Regions from separate parts of the Mus musculus genome. Here regions 2 and 3 are each linked to region 1. The links are chromatin contacts, called in public ChIA-PET and Hi-C maps. All regions are on one chromosome and are shown on one strand. The core of a region is the stretch at or near the end of the contact, and the rest is flanking DNA. Distances in the headings are between cores, read along the strand shown.

What was found. A called contact is a pair of places that touch in the nucleus more often than the background predicts. ChIA-PET counts read pairs in DNA pulled down with a chosen protein or histone mark.
Region 2: a contact with region 1 is called in a Hi-C map of natural killer cells, with 7 times the contacts expected there. The contact joins the enhancer-like site here to the promoter of Rgs1 in region 1. A contact is called at or near these places in 2 of 39 promoter capture datasets (embryonic stem cells and macrophages), 3 of 484 Hi-C or Micro-C datasets (CD8 T cells, LSK cells and natural killer cells), 2 of 115 datasets of contacts at active chromatin or transcription factors (microglia and regulatory T cells) and 1 of 9 other capture datasets (liver).
Region 3: a contact with region 1 is called in an RNA polymerase II ChIA-PET map of effector CD8 T cells, with 10 read pairs. The contact joins the promoter of Glrx2 here to the promoter of Rgs1 in region 1. A contact is called at or near these places in 3 of 115 datasets of contacts at active chromatin or transcription factors (bone marrow-derived macrophages, effector CD8 T cells and memory CD8 T cells) and 1 of 9 other capture datasets (liver).

Annotation. Positions count from the first base shown.
Region 1 is chr1:144,247,815-144,251,937 of GRCm38.p6, forward strand. Rgs1 (regulator of G-protein signaling 1) reads right to left here and starts at 1,290. Exons shown (of 5, transcript NM_015811.2): 1 at 1,087-1,290; 2 at 665-745; 3 at 92-153. The coding sequence starts at 1,223.
Region 2 is chr1:143,915,103-143,918,828 of GRCm38.p6, forward strand. No RefSeq gene overlaps it. Among named protein-coding and RNA genes, the nearest start is that of Gm41964, 22 kb to the right of the region's middle. Within about 2 kb of position 1,654, at least 169 of the 459 cell types and tissues checked have an H3K27ac peak or open chromatin away from gene starts, as enhancers often do. A contact at or near this core is called in CD8 T cells, LSK cells, liver and 4 more, where this site is marked.
Region 3 is chr1:143,737,595-143,741,522 of GRCm38.p6, forward strand. Glrx2 (glutaredoxin 2 (thioltransferase)) reads left to right here and starts at 1,974. Exons shown (of 4, transcript NM_001038592.1): 1 at 1,974-2,164. The coding sequence starts at 2,067. Gm46161 (a long non-coding RNA gene) reads right to left here and starts at 1,572. Exons shown (of 2, transcript XR_001779472.2): 1 at 1,406-1,572.

The sequences.
Region 1 (4,123 bases), core at 40-2,539:
TTTCTTCCTTTGATAACATACATTAATCATCCATCCAACTTATTAAATTATCAAGCTGACCCCAAAACAATGGATAGATAGGAATACTTACTCTGGTTGGCAAGGAGTTTTTCCAGAGACTGAGACCACTGCATTACTTCTTCAGCAGAAAGTCTACAGTTAACAAAAATAATCTAAATTAATAAACTAGTTTTGGAAATCCCACTTGATTTAATAATGGCTACTACATATTGATAACTAAAATTTTTTGTTATGACTTCTATTATTACTTTTATGAATAAAGTTCCTTTTAATCACCATAGTTATGAAAAAAATCTGTCAAGACAGTTAAAATCTAAGTGGATAAATTAGAAAAACACAAATAGAAAACTGATGTGGACATATTAATAATTAATGTTCATTGGCTCTAATATGGGCTAATCTTGTTTGGCTTGTTACCTAAAAGAAATTAACTCCATTGCATGCAGTATTTTTATATGCCTTTTTAAAGTCCAAGGCTTCACTCAAGTCCCCTGCCCATCCCCCTGTCTCAACCTCCAAGTACTGGAATTACAAGAGTAAGCTGGCATGCCTAGACACATGAAGTATCAGTATCATTTGAAGACAACAGTTAGCTTCTAGGATGCTTAGACACTTAGAATATTTCAATATATTCAGTACATACATGTCTTTGGACTTGGCCGATTTCATCCCAGATTCCAGATGTGGGATCATCGATCTCAGGTATGTTTTCACGTCCATTCCACTACAAAAGACACCAAAAATTCATAATTCTCTACAAGAGTTCCCCTTATCTATGAAAAGAACATGAAGCAAACATATCTGAGGAGGAAGGTAATAATAAGACTAGCTAACACAATATTTTAGTATGTTAAAATAGAACTCATTTTTATGAACAACGTCTAGAAAGATTTCCCCAGACTTTCTGGTAACATGATTTATTTTCCAATAAAACTGACTCTCACTTATAAGTCACAGGAGGTAATTGCTCCGCTCTCCATAAACCAAATGCCAGCACTCACGTCCACTTATTCCTACTCCTTTGGCCATAAAAGATAATCAAAGAGACACACTGAAGGAACTTACAAAGTCTTTGGCCTTTTTTTCTGCTTTTTGTCGTCTAGAAGAGAATGGCTGTGTTCTTTCGAATCCTTTGGGCTAGCAGAAAAGAACATTCCTGGCATTTTGTTCAACCTTGGCATGGAGATGGCTGCCGCTCTCATGGTCTTCTCAAAACGAGTGAGTGTCTGTTAGTCTACGACTGCTGCTTTATATAGCGTAAGGCAGACAGGGCACTTGCTGTTCAGGGAGTCTGTTTATCAAGTGATGTTACCACAGGCACGGAAGTTCCTCCTTTCTTGGTGTGTCGTGACGTGTATCTTGAAGAAAAAAAAGTGTACAGGGATGTCTTGTGGTTGAAACTCAACTGAATGAGAGCAGGTCATTTGATTAGGAAGGCAGGAACAAAATTATGCACACACATGCACAAACACACACACACACACACACACACACACACACACACACACAGACACACACAGATATATAGAAGGGGGCCATACACATCTCTGGAGGAAAGGAAGTATCAGCCTTTAGTTTGAGTTAAAACTTTCTTTTTTTTTTCCCTTGAAAACTATATGTTCTGGTCAATGTTACATTTGCTATATTTTCTGTATCACGCAGAAATTCAACAGTAGAGTCCTATCCCTCCCTTCACCTTGATGCTTGGGGTAGTTCTGGAGTATAAAATCATCTGATCACAATGTTTTTTCTCCTTTCTTAAAAATTAAAAGTAGATTTCCTTGTCATATAGTATACTCTGATTACAGCCCCCCCCCTTTAGTTTCTTCTGGCTTCTTCACAATATTTTAAGAGTTCTTCACCACTGCCACCCATATGAAGCAGTATAAGATTAATGTTTTTTTTATACTGACTACTCTGTATCTATCTGGTAAGATGGAGACCTATGGGAGGCTGTCTACACCACTGTGGTGTCTGGAATCTTGCCCATCATTTCCATCACAAGGAACATTCTTGTTAGAATTTTCCAAGGTGTGTACAAAATATTCTACCAGTGACACATAAGATGACCTTAAGGAGCATTCTGTTTTTTAATGCTACTTCTATAATTAGACTATAAGTGATGTGTCACTGTAATTGTGTTCAATAATTAAGATGGCATGGTAAAATTAAAGAAAACCTATGAATAAAAGTGTACCTAACATACAGACCTTACATAATGATAAAGATACCAATCTTTAAAAATAAAGTATCTGAGGGAAAATTCAAAGTAAACTCAGAATTTGTTTGAATAAGTCAATCATTTGTACTAGTTAGGATATAATAATTGAATTTTTTGAAATATCTCCAGAGAGGAAAAATCTAGCTTTAATTGAGATGATTACATTACAAAAATCATTACTCATTGATAAAAATCATGTATCAGAGCAGAGATATTAATGCAATATAACATCTTACAGAGTTTATACAAGATGCATACTATGGCACTTTATAGGATGGCCAACTTTACTTTGGGCAGATTGAATTTTGCCTCTCAATAGAGGGTAGCCTTTATCATAGAAACTTTTGGTGGAATTAGGTAAATTTGACTTAAAAAAAAGAGAGGCATATTAATTTTTCTTTGTCCTTTTTAAAAAATCAGTATGATACACAAAGTCTGTAGTAAACATTTATAGTATTACAACATTCACTATGGTTACGAATGGCTATTTCATACATTGCTATCATCTGATGTTTACCAGATAACATGATTCATTTAAGAAAGAGAAGTAGTGAGATGAGCTGGCCACTTTGAAAGTGACCCAAACAAAACCGATGGGCTGTGACAGTTGACGTAAAGATGTGTGTTTGTTTACTTCCTGTGGTCCAGCTCAGACTTACTTTCCTGTTAAAATCTTTCACCGTTTCTCATGTTTGTTTATTGATAAACTTCCACTCCTGTGGATAATGTGTGTAAGTTAAATGCTTGAGAAACACAATTTAAAGGTTATTTTAATGAACCATGGTTACCTGTTATCAATACACCCTGGCAATTTCCAAAAACTGTGCAAGAACTATTCCTTTGGATGTTACAAGCATCAGAAGAGTCAGTAGAAGCAGCAGAGTATATAGCACCAGATATGTTTGGAATATGTGAGATTTTTAGTATTTTGCAGAACCATAGCCTTTTTTTTTTTAAAGATAAGAAACATGGGTTTTTATTTGGTTAATTTTTACTAAAATAATATAAAATTAACAGGTCTCATTATGTCATTCCACACATACATTGTTCCCACTGCTTCTGCTTCCTTTCTTGCATCACATGCTTTCTCCCAAGAACCTTGCTTCTGCTCTTACATCAAGTGCATTCTATTGCTTTTTCTCCCGCCACTTTGAGATCTCATTTAGGCTTTCTTCTCTACCTTCCTGACCCTTCCTCCCCTAACCCTGCCCCCATCCAGCCCTGCTCCACCTCAGCATGTGAAAGAAAACATCCATTCTTTGTCTTTCTGAGTTGATACATTTTTATTTACCTATGTTTTTCTGGCCATTTTTCTTTCACACTCCATGTTTTGTTTTCTTTATGTCTCATTAAAGTTCCTTGTGTGTGTGTGTGATGTTTTATTCACCTGTTTTTCTTCACCTCGATTGCTTCCATTTCTTAGCTATTTTGAATAGTGTGTCAATAAATGTATATGCAAGTCTTTCTGTGGTGTGCTAACTTAAAATCCTTTGGGTATATGGCTAGGAATGAGACAGATCTGCCTTATGGTAGGTTTATTTTATCTTATTTTATTTATTTTAACTTCCAATAATGAGTGCACCCGTTTATTCTCTCATCAACAACAAGAAGTTGTCTTTCCCCCACATCCTCTCTAGTAATTTTTTTTTATCATACTGTTTCTTGATAATAGCTAAATTGACTGTGGTAAGATGAATCTCAAAGTAATTTTAATTCACATTTTTTTCATGGCACAGGAAGTTGTGCAAAATAGTTTTTTTATTAAAAAGTGCCCTCTTAACACCAGGTGAAGAAGCTGTGTTCCAAGAAAAAAAATTATCTCTTATGTATTAAGGAACTGCTATAACACTTTAAGCATATTGTTACTACAGTAGAATTATT
Region 2 (3,726 bases), core at 404-2,903, 330 kb before region 1:
TTAGCTTTGTCTTAACCTTGTATTTTGCGCATCACTTAATACTTATTGAATTTCTTCCCACTGGATGAATAGTTCTATTCTTTTGAAATAAGTGGCAATTCTTTGTACTCAGTGATTGAAATAAAAAAAAAAAGAAGTAATCCATTTACCAGATGTGCTTTGAAAATCTCATTTCTTTATAGAGATTGACTTAGTATTTCAGTTAATGTGATTCTCTTTGGACAATATGATTAGCTAAAAAAGAAAGGGTAACTACTTTCACATAATGTAATTGCTTCTCCAGGTGAGATTTGTGAATTTACCTATAGTACCTCAAACCAAACCTTTATTTATAGTTCAGTGGGTTTCTCTGATTACAGAAGAACATACTTTATGTTTTACTGTGGCAAGATAAGGCATAAAATCCTGTCCATTTTACTTTTTATATTAAATCCTAGTACACAGAGTGGGTTTATATGTAGCAAAGTAACTTTTCAGTTTCAAGTGAAAGTGTTCACTGGTTTATTAAGACATGGTCACATGTTGGGTATTTTTCTCATTAAGATTATAATCTCCTGAGACTGTATACTCTTCTGGATATCATGTAGGAACTATGTTTTTTCTCTTTTGTGTGAAAAGAGGATAAATGTTAAAAACAACAAGATTTAATTTAACAAAAGTCTAAAAACCCATAAACAACTCGATTGATTTGTCAAGTCAAAGGAATGCTGTATAGAACATTATAAAAAATCTTTCAGTGTTTTTTTCCAAACACAAATCCATTACTTTCTTTCTTTTTTATGAGTTTTTATTAGATTTGTTTATTTACATTTCAAATGTTATCCCCTTTCCTCGGAAAATCTCCTAACACCTCCCCCTTCCCCTGCTCACCAACCCGCCCCACCCACTCCCTCTTCCTGGCCCTGGCATTCCCCTTTACTGGGGCATAGAACCTTCACAGGACCAAGGGCCTCTCTTCCCATTGATGATCAACTAGGCCATCCTCTGCTACATATGCAGCTAGAGCCATGAGTCCCTTTGGTTGGTGGTTTAGTCCCAAGGAGCTCTGGGGATACTGGTTAGTTCATATTTTAGTTCCTCTGGGAGGGTTGCAAACCCCTTCAGCTCCTTGGGTACGTTCTCTAACTCCTTCATTGGGAACCCTGTGCTCAGTCCAATGGTTGGCTGTCAGCATCCAACTCTGTATTTGTCAGGCACTGGCAGAGCCTCTCAGGAGCATTACTTTCTTTTTGTTGGAAACTGTAGCTCTGTCAGGTGCACAGCTGTAGTTATAACTGTTTGTCTTCTAATGTTTCTTGAGATGAGTAACAGAATATATACATATAAAGGGTATTGAGTTTCAGTCTCAGGGTCCATTAGGGAGTGACAGTCAGTTGAGAACTGAACTGCTATTTGACTGTATCCAAAATTATTCTAATCTCTGAGTGTTTCAAAAGAGAACTTAACATTTTACAGTGATTTACAAGTTTTACTGTAGTCTTTCTTTTAGCTAGTTAACACATCTCTGCAGACGAGTTTGCAGTCCTTTCCCTCTGCAATTCGTATAGTTCACACGGAACTTGACTTCTGCTTTTTTGGCTGTCTAACTTCTCCTCTTTTAGATCATACGATGATAAACAGCACTTCCTCTGAGAGCATTCTCAGTCTGCCTGGGTCTGGGTTAGTTTCCGGACTGGCGAGACCGAGCTGTGGCCTGCTCCCTGCAGCAGCCTGTAGTGTGACCGTCTCCACAGCACAATTTTAGTGAGGCCTGGCTTCATCTCTGTCTTTTCATGTCTTTCCTCACCTGTTCAGCAAATGTGCAATGGGCATCTCTGCTTGTCTCTAATAGGCTCTGCTACCTTAGCCGTCAACTGTTGAAACCTTCCCTAGCTTGGGGAGCTTGACGTGAGGAATACTAGACAGGAGATATTCTTCCACAGTATACTGGGTGATGACTCTCTTTTACTGTCTTGTTAGGAAGAGGAACTAGCTCCCCTTTTATTTACATGTTCCTTCACCAGGCTGGACAGGCAGATAGTTTTTCTTGTTGGAAAAAAATGTCAGTACCATATCCTTTAGCCTTGGTAGAGATCATTTTTCCTCAACTGTTGCCAACTTCCTCCCCCCTCCATTAAATTTTAGCACCACAAGCATACTGCGTTTCTGTGGATTGCCTTTGAAGATCCATGGATCACTGTGTCTTTTCTTTACAACCCAAGAATACGTTTTTGGTCTTTTTGGGTCTGTTGCTCGGTGTTTGGTTGTGCTGATGTTGCAATTACTATCAAGTGTCAGTGGCCAGGAAATGGGGGAGATCCACAGAGGGGCATTTGACTTTTTCAACCTTTCCTAGCTTCTCCCAGTTAGAGAAAAAGACGGTATGACGCATTCCAGTTTCTCTGGGAGATGGTCTTGTATATCTATAAGGGCCTCAAGTGTCCTGTCTGTCTGTCTGTCTGTCTCTCTTTTTCTCTCTCTCCCCTCCCTCCCTCCCTTTTCTGCCTGCCTGTCTTCCTTTCTTTTACCCAAAAGGGAGGTGTGCTGTGGTTTCTAGAGGCAGGATCCAGGTCTGAGCTCTTCCAAATTTGGCAAAAGCTCCTGGCACGTTTTTCCCCCTGAGCTCTCTTGTTTAGTTCCCTGAGCTGTTTGGGGACATCTGCAGCTGAAGAACAATCTTCTCTCCTGGGGGTGGAGAAAGGGCCACGTGACTTCTCCCTTCTCGTGTCTCGTGGCACACTGGGTGTTTGTAGCCAAACTATCCTGGGCTCTGGAGAATCTCACAACGCAAACAGCTTGCCTTTTGAGGCTTGGGCATATGTTCTAGGCAGTCTGAAGCCTGCTTGCATGAGTTCTGTGACTCCCTCCACTCTGCCAAGACCAGCTGGCTGTTATTAGTTCTGTATCTTTTGTTCTCCCCAGCTCAGTCTAAATACAATTTCATAAATATTGACTGGGGTGATTTATACTGAACTTCATGAGATTGAACTACAGATGAGCAGGTGAAATGTTGGGCAATTTTAAATAGCTTGTTTAAGGTTGCCCAGTTTGAGAAATAGGGTAACTTCAGAATCTGAACCCAGTTTTTTTTCTGACTCACCTGCATTATGTTACCCTCATCTTCCAAACTGGGTGACAAAGCACGTTGCTTACGGACATTTCTCTCACGCAGTGCTTTGTATGCTTGGGTATGGAGAGAAGCTGTGTAGGCTGGCAATGAGGATGCACCAGTCTCAGCCCCATAGTGGTGTTGTTCAGAACACTGAAGCACCCTTTGAGACTTGGCAGATCTCGAATTATAACCTAACTTCTTTATGGTACTTTTGGTAGAAGGTCTCAGAAAGGCCAGATGTAGAAAGCAGGGCGCCATCATCTTTGAAGATTCTACGTACTGTGCTTGTATTGTGGTAGTTTATCCAGTCTGCTTTGTCAACTACTGGTGCCCTTTACTCGAGGTCATTATACATGCTAGTTGTGTTTCATTTGAGGAACTAAGTATATTAGGAAAGAGGGCTCATTTCAGGCCGAGGCTTGACTAAGATAGCCGAAAACAGAGGAGTTCCTCAAACCTCAGATTACAAAATAAAAAAAAAAATAGAAATAACAAAAAGTGTCACCTTCAAAAACTAAACAAAAAATGCATTTCTTTTTTTTTTTTCCATTTTTTATTAGGTATTTAACTCATTTACATTTCCAATGCTATACCAAAAGTCCCCCATATCCACCCACCCCCACTCCCCTGCCCAC
Region 3 (3,928 bases), core at 724-3,223, 510 kb before region 1:
TTTAGCCCAGGAACTAGCTCTGTAGATCAGACTGGGCTCACACTTGGAGATAGGATGGCCTTTACTTCTCCAGTCTGGGAGTAGAGACATGCTCCACAACCTCCGGGCCCCCAAATCCTCATGTTGTTGAAGTCATCACTGTTGGTCCAAAGCAACTTCTCAAAACAATAGTGCTGCTGACAATGTCCTGAACAGAGGACTCTGACCCGGTGGGTAAACAGAAAACTTCAGCTCCTGTTTACCAGGGACCTCCCTTAATCTGCTCCCAAAGTTCAGTTACCTTACTCAGACAGACAGACAGACACCACACACACACACACACACACACACACACACACACAGCCTTGACAGTTTGATTCCCCCAAAATTTTCCTTCTAGCCATGGAGTGGTTAAGTTGGTGATTTTTACTGCCTGCGCCCTCTTGCTTACTTACAATCCCAAGTGTGGACAAAAAGTATTCTTCTTATAGCTATCTCAGGAAACAAGCTAAGTCGGAAAGTATCAGTCTAGCTCAATGCATGATGCTTATCTCAGGCATAATGTTGTTAGTACTTGCATGCTGATGTTTTTTAAAAGAGCAACTGCTCACTACAAATCTCATTTACAGTATATTAAAATTAAATTGCGCAGAAGACATGGTAGTGAATGGTATCCCAGCATTTAAGAGATGGTGCTGGAGGATTGTAAAATTGAGACGCATGGGGATAAACAATGTATCTCTAGAAAGAGGGAGGGGTTTACATTGTTTCCCTTAATTGAGCCAGAGGTAAATTGTTCTTCAAAAGTTCTACTTCAAAACAAACAACAAAAGCCACAGTAACTTTCCTAAGTCGCTATCTCTTGGTAAAATTATTTTATATAGCAAACTTTGATTTTCAAAGTAAATTTGGGCTTTATGAAAAAAAAAACATGTTATGCCCCTGGGAGATTTGTTTTTGCAATTAACTTGATGATTATGAAAATCTTTTATGATTTGATGATATACAGACCAAGGGAAGTAAAAAAAGAGCAACCATAAACAGAAGTTCTAATTTTGTACCTTGGCAACATGAATCTTAAGTTTGGGTTCAGCATGGAGGCTCAAGAAAGGTATGGATAAGCCGGGCGTGGTGGCGCACGCCTTTAATCCCAGCACTGGGGAGGCAGAGGCAGGCGGATTTCTGAGTTCGAGGCCAGCCTGCTCTACAAAGTGAGTTCCAGGACAGCCAGGACTATACAGAGAAACCCTGTCTCGAAAAACTAAAAAAAAAAAAAAAAAAAAAAAGGTATGGATAGTTTCAACGATTGTTCATAGTTTTAGATACACCATTAGACCTTGGCTTTCAGTTTCAGTATCCTCAGTGTATAGAGCTAAGGGCGGATCCCCCTGAACTTATGAAAACACGTACAAAGGGCTATTATTACCGTCACTGAGAGGCTTGGATAGGTTTGTCATTAGGAGCTGCGGCAGCCATGGCTGTTAAAGCCATGATGAACTGTCTCTGGGCTAATTCGTTTCCTAATTTCAGTTTATTTTAAAAACACCACCTTGCTTTCTTCGGAAAGAACGTTAAACATTGGACCGCCTGTGTTTTTCACTTTCTGAGTACAATTCAACCTGCCTATGGACTCCGGATCAATAAATTAATCTTAAGATGACATTCCGGTCCGGTCCATCTTTCACATCCTAAACCTGTCTGACCAGAGGTGGTGACTGACCTACCTACCACCCTCAGGTAAACACCGGGCCACCACCCTGCCTCGAGTAATTTTTCTTGTGGCTCTCCCTAAGCCTCTTTCTTAATCCTGAATGCGGGCGTGAGGAGCTCGGGAGAACTCGGTAGAGATCGGAAGAACTCGGCAGGCAGGTGAGTGCCTCGCTCTACCGCCGAGGATGCGAACCTGCAGGCTCGCGGGCACGCGGGCGCGTGGGCGCGCGGAGACGGGGGAGCCAGGAAGCGCGGCGAGCCCGGCGGCGGCGCGGACAGCCCGATGGGGCGGAGCGAGGCCGCCGGAGGGGCGGGCTTCCATCGTCGTGGTCGCGATCGCCTGCTGCTCTCCCGGAGGCTGCCGGGGACCTTTGGCTATGTCCTGGCGCCGCGCGGCTTCGGTGGGGAGGCGGCTGGTGGCGAGCGGGAGGATCTTGGCGGGGCGGCGTGGCGCGGCTGGAGCTGCGGGCTCGGGGTACGCGGCGGGGCGGGCCGGGCCTGCGGGGCTTGTGGATCCCTGCGGTAGTGTTAGTGTGGACCCAGCCGGCTTGGGGGACAAACAACAGACGTCCTAGTCTGAGCTTAACAAATACAGCATGTGGTTTTAACTCAGCGTAGACCTGGATGGCCCTGAAAAGAGACTCCCCTGCTTGTGGGAACTTATATTGAACTTATATTATCGTTCTTAGATTGATTGTAAGTCTTTGCTATCCTGTCGCAGGATGTGAACTTGACTCATGCTTTTAAATGCCCAAGGCTTTGCAGCTAGTAACTCTGGCATCCTGTAGATGTGGTTTCTGGCTTGATGGGAGCATTGCTTTCCCTGGCTTCCTTCCTTAGCATAACCCTGGGCTGGCATACCAGTGATGGCCAATCAGGCCTGGCCTAGGCAGCTGTCAAGACGTCTGTCTCAACATCCTATACTCCCCTGTCTTCCAGGGAGACTTACTTTCTGAAAGCGCTGGTCACGTGATGTTAACCATTTGCCAGATCATTAGGACTGTTTCCTATTGGAGATATCTGGTGTATATCCTGCTTTGCCCACCTACCACCTCTTAGTAGATGTTTCATAAATGGAGCGCGACTAGTTGGTGCTTTATCAGTGTTGAGGTATTTCATTGGGCATTTATGCGGTGCCTGCCCCTTTCCTTAATAGGAAAGCTAAACCAGAAATCGAAGGGACTGCCTTAAGAAAGGTAGGGGTGCTTTTTTTGGAGCTTTTTCTTTGGCAGGGAATATGCCTCTTTGGTCTTTTTTTTTTTTTTTTTGGTTTTTCGAGACAGGGTTTCTCTGTATAGCCCTGGCTGTCCTGGAGCTCACTTTGTAGACCAGGCTGGCCTCGAACTCAGAAATCCGCCTGCCTCTGCCTCCCGAGTGCTGGGATTAAAGACGTGCGCCACCACACCCGGCTGGTCCTCTTAATTTCTTAGAAAAGCTCACCCGTCGTAAATGCCACATAGGTTTAAGGAGGTGGTAAATGCTAGATTAGAGATTTTGTTTTTAGCGTTGAAAACCCAAATAGACTGGATTGATGCCATCCAGCGTTCTTCCAGGCCAAAGCCATCTGGCACTTTCCTACTGCTTTGAACTTCACAAACCCTGCTAGCATTTTTTTTTTTTTTTTTTCTCAAAGCTGCCTCCCACAAAGTAGGGAGCAGTCTTCCAAGCTTCTTACCCCCTCCTACCCTCTCTCTACCTGGAAAAAGCACAGATAGTTGCAATGATTCCTGTCTCTAACTCATCTTTGTTGTTACGGAAGGTGATGCTTGTTGCAAGCTTATTTGAAGTGGTACAGAGTGACCAAGTAGAGCAGATATTCATCATCCAGGGCTAACATGAGCTGGGAAAGGCCATTTGATACAGATTCATTCAGAAACAGGACTGAAACTCTACACTGTGATTTAGGACGTGTTTTCACTGGGGCCTTTAAAATTTAAACTTAAAATAGCTTACTTTTGCACTTAATATAAGTAGCTGGGTGTGGTGGCTTTAATCCCAGCACTTGGGAGGCAGAGGCAGGTGGATTTCTGAGTTCGAGGCCAGCCTGGTCTACAGAGTGAGTTTCAGGACAGCCAGGGCTACACAGAGAAACTTCCTGTTAAAAAAAAAAAAAAAAAAAAAGAATAAGAGTATACTGAACAATCGAACCAGAGATTGGTTTTACTAGGTAAAATTTATTGAAAGGCTGCTTAGAGAAGCACGTGGGTCCTGCTGGTGTTAGCGGACAAGTACTTTGAGA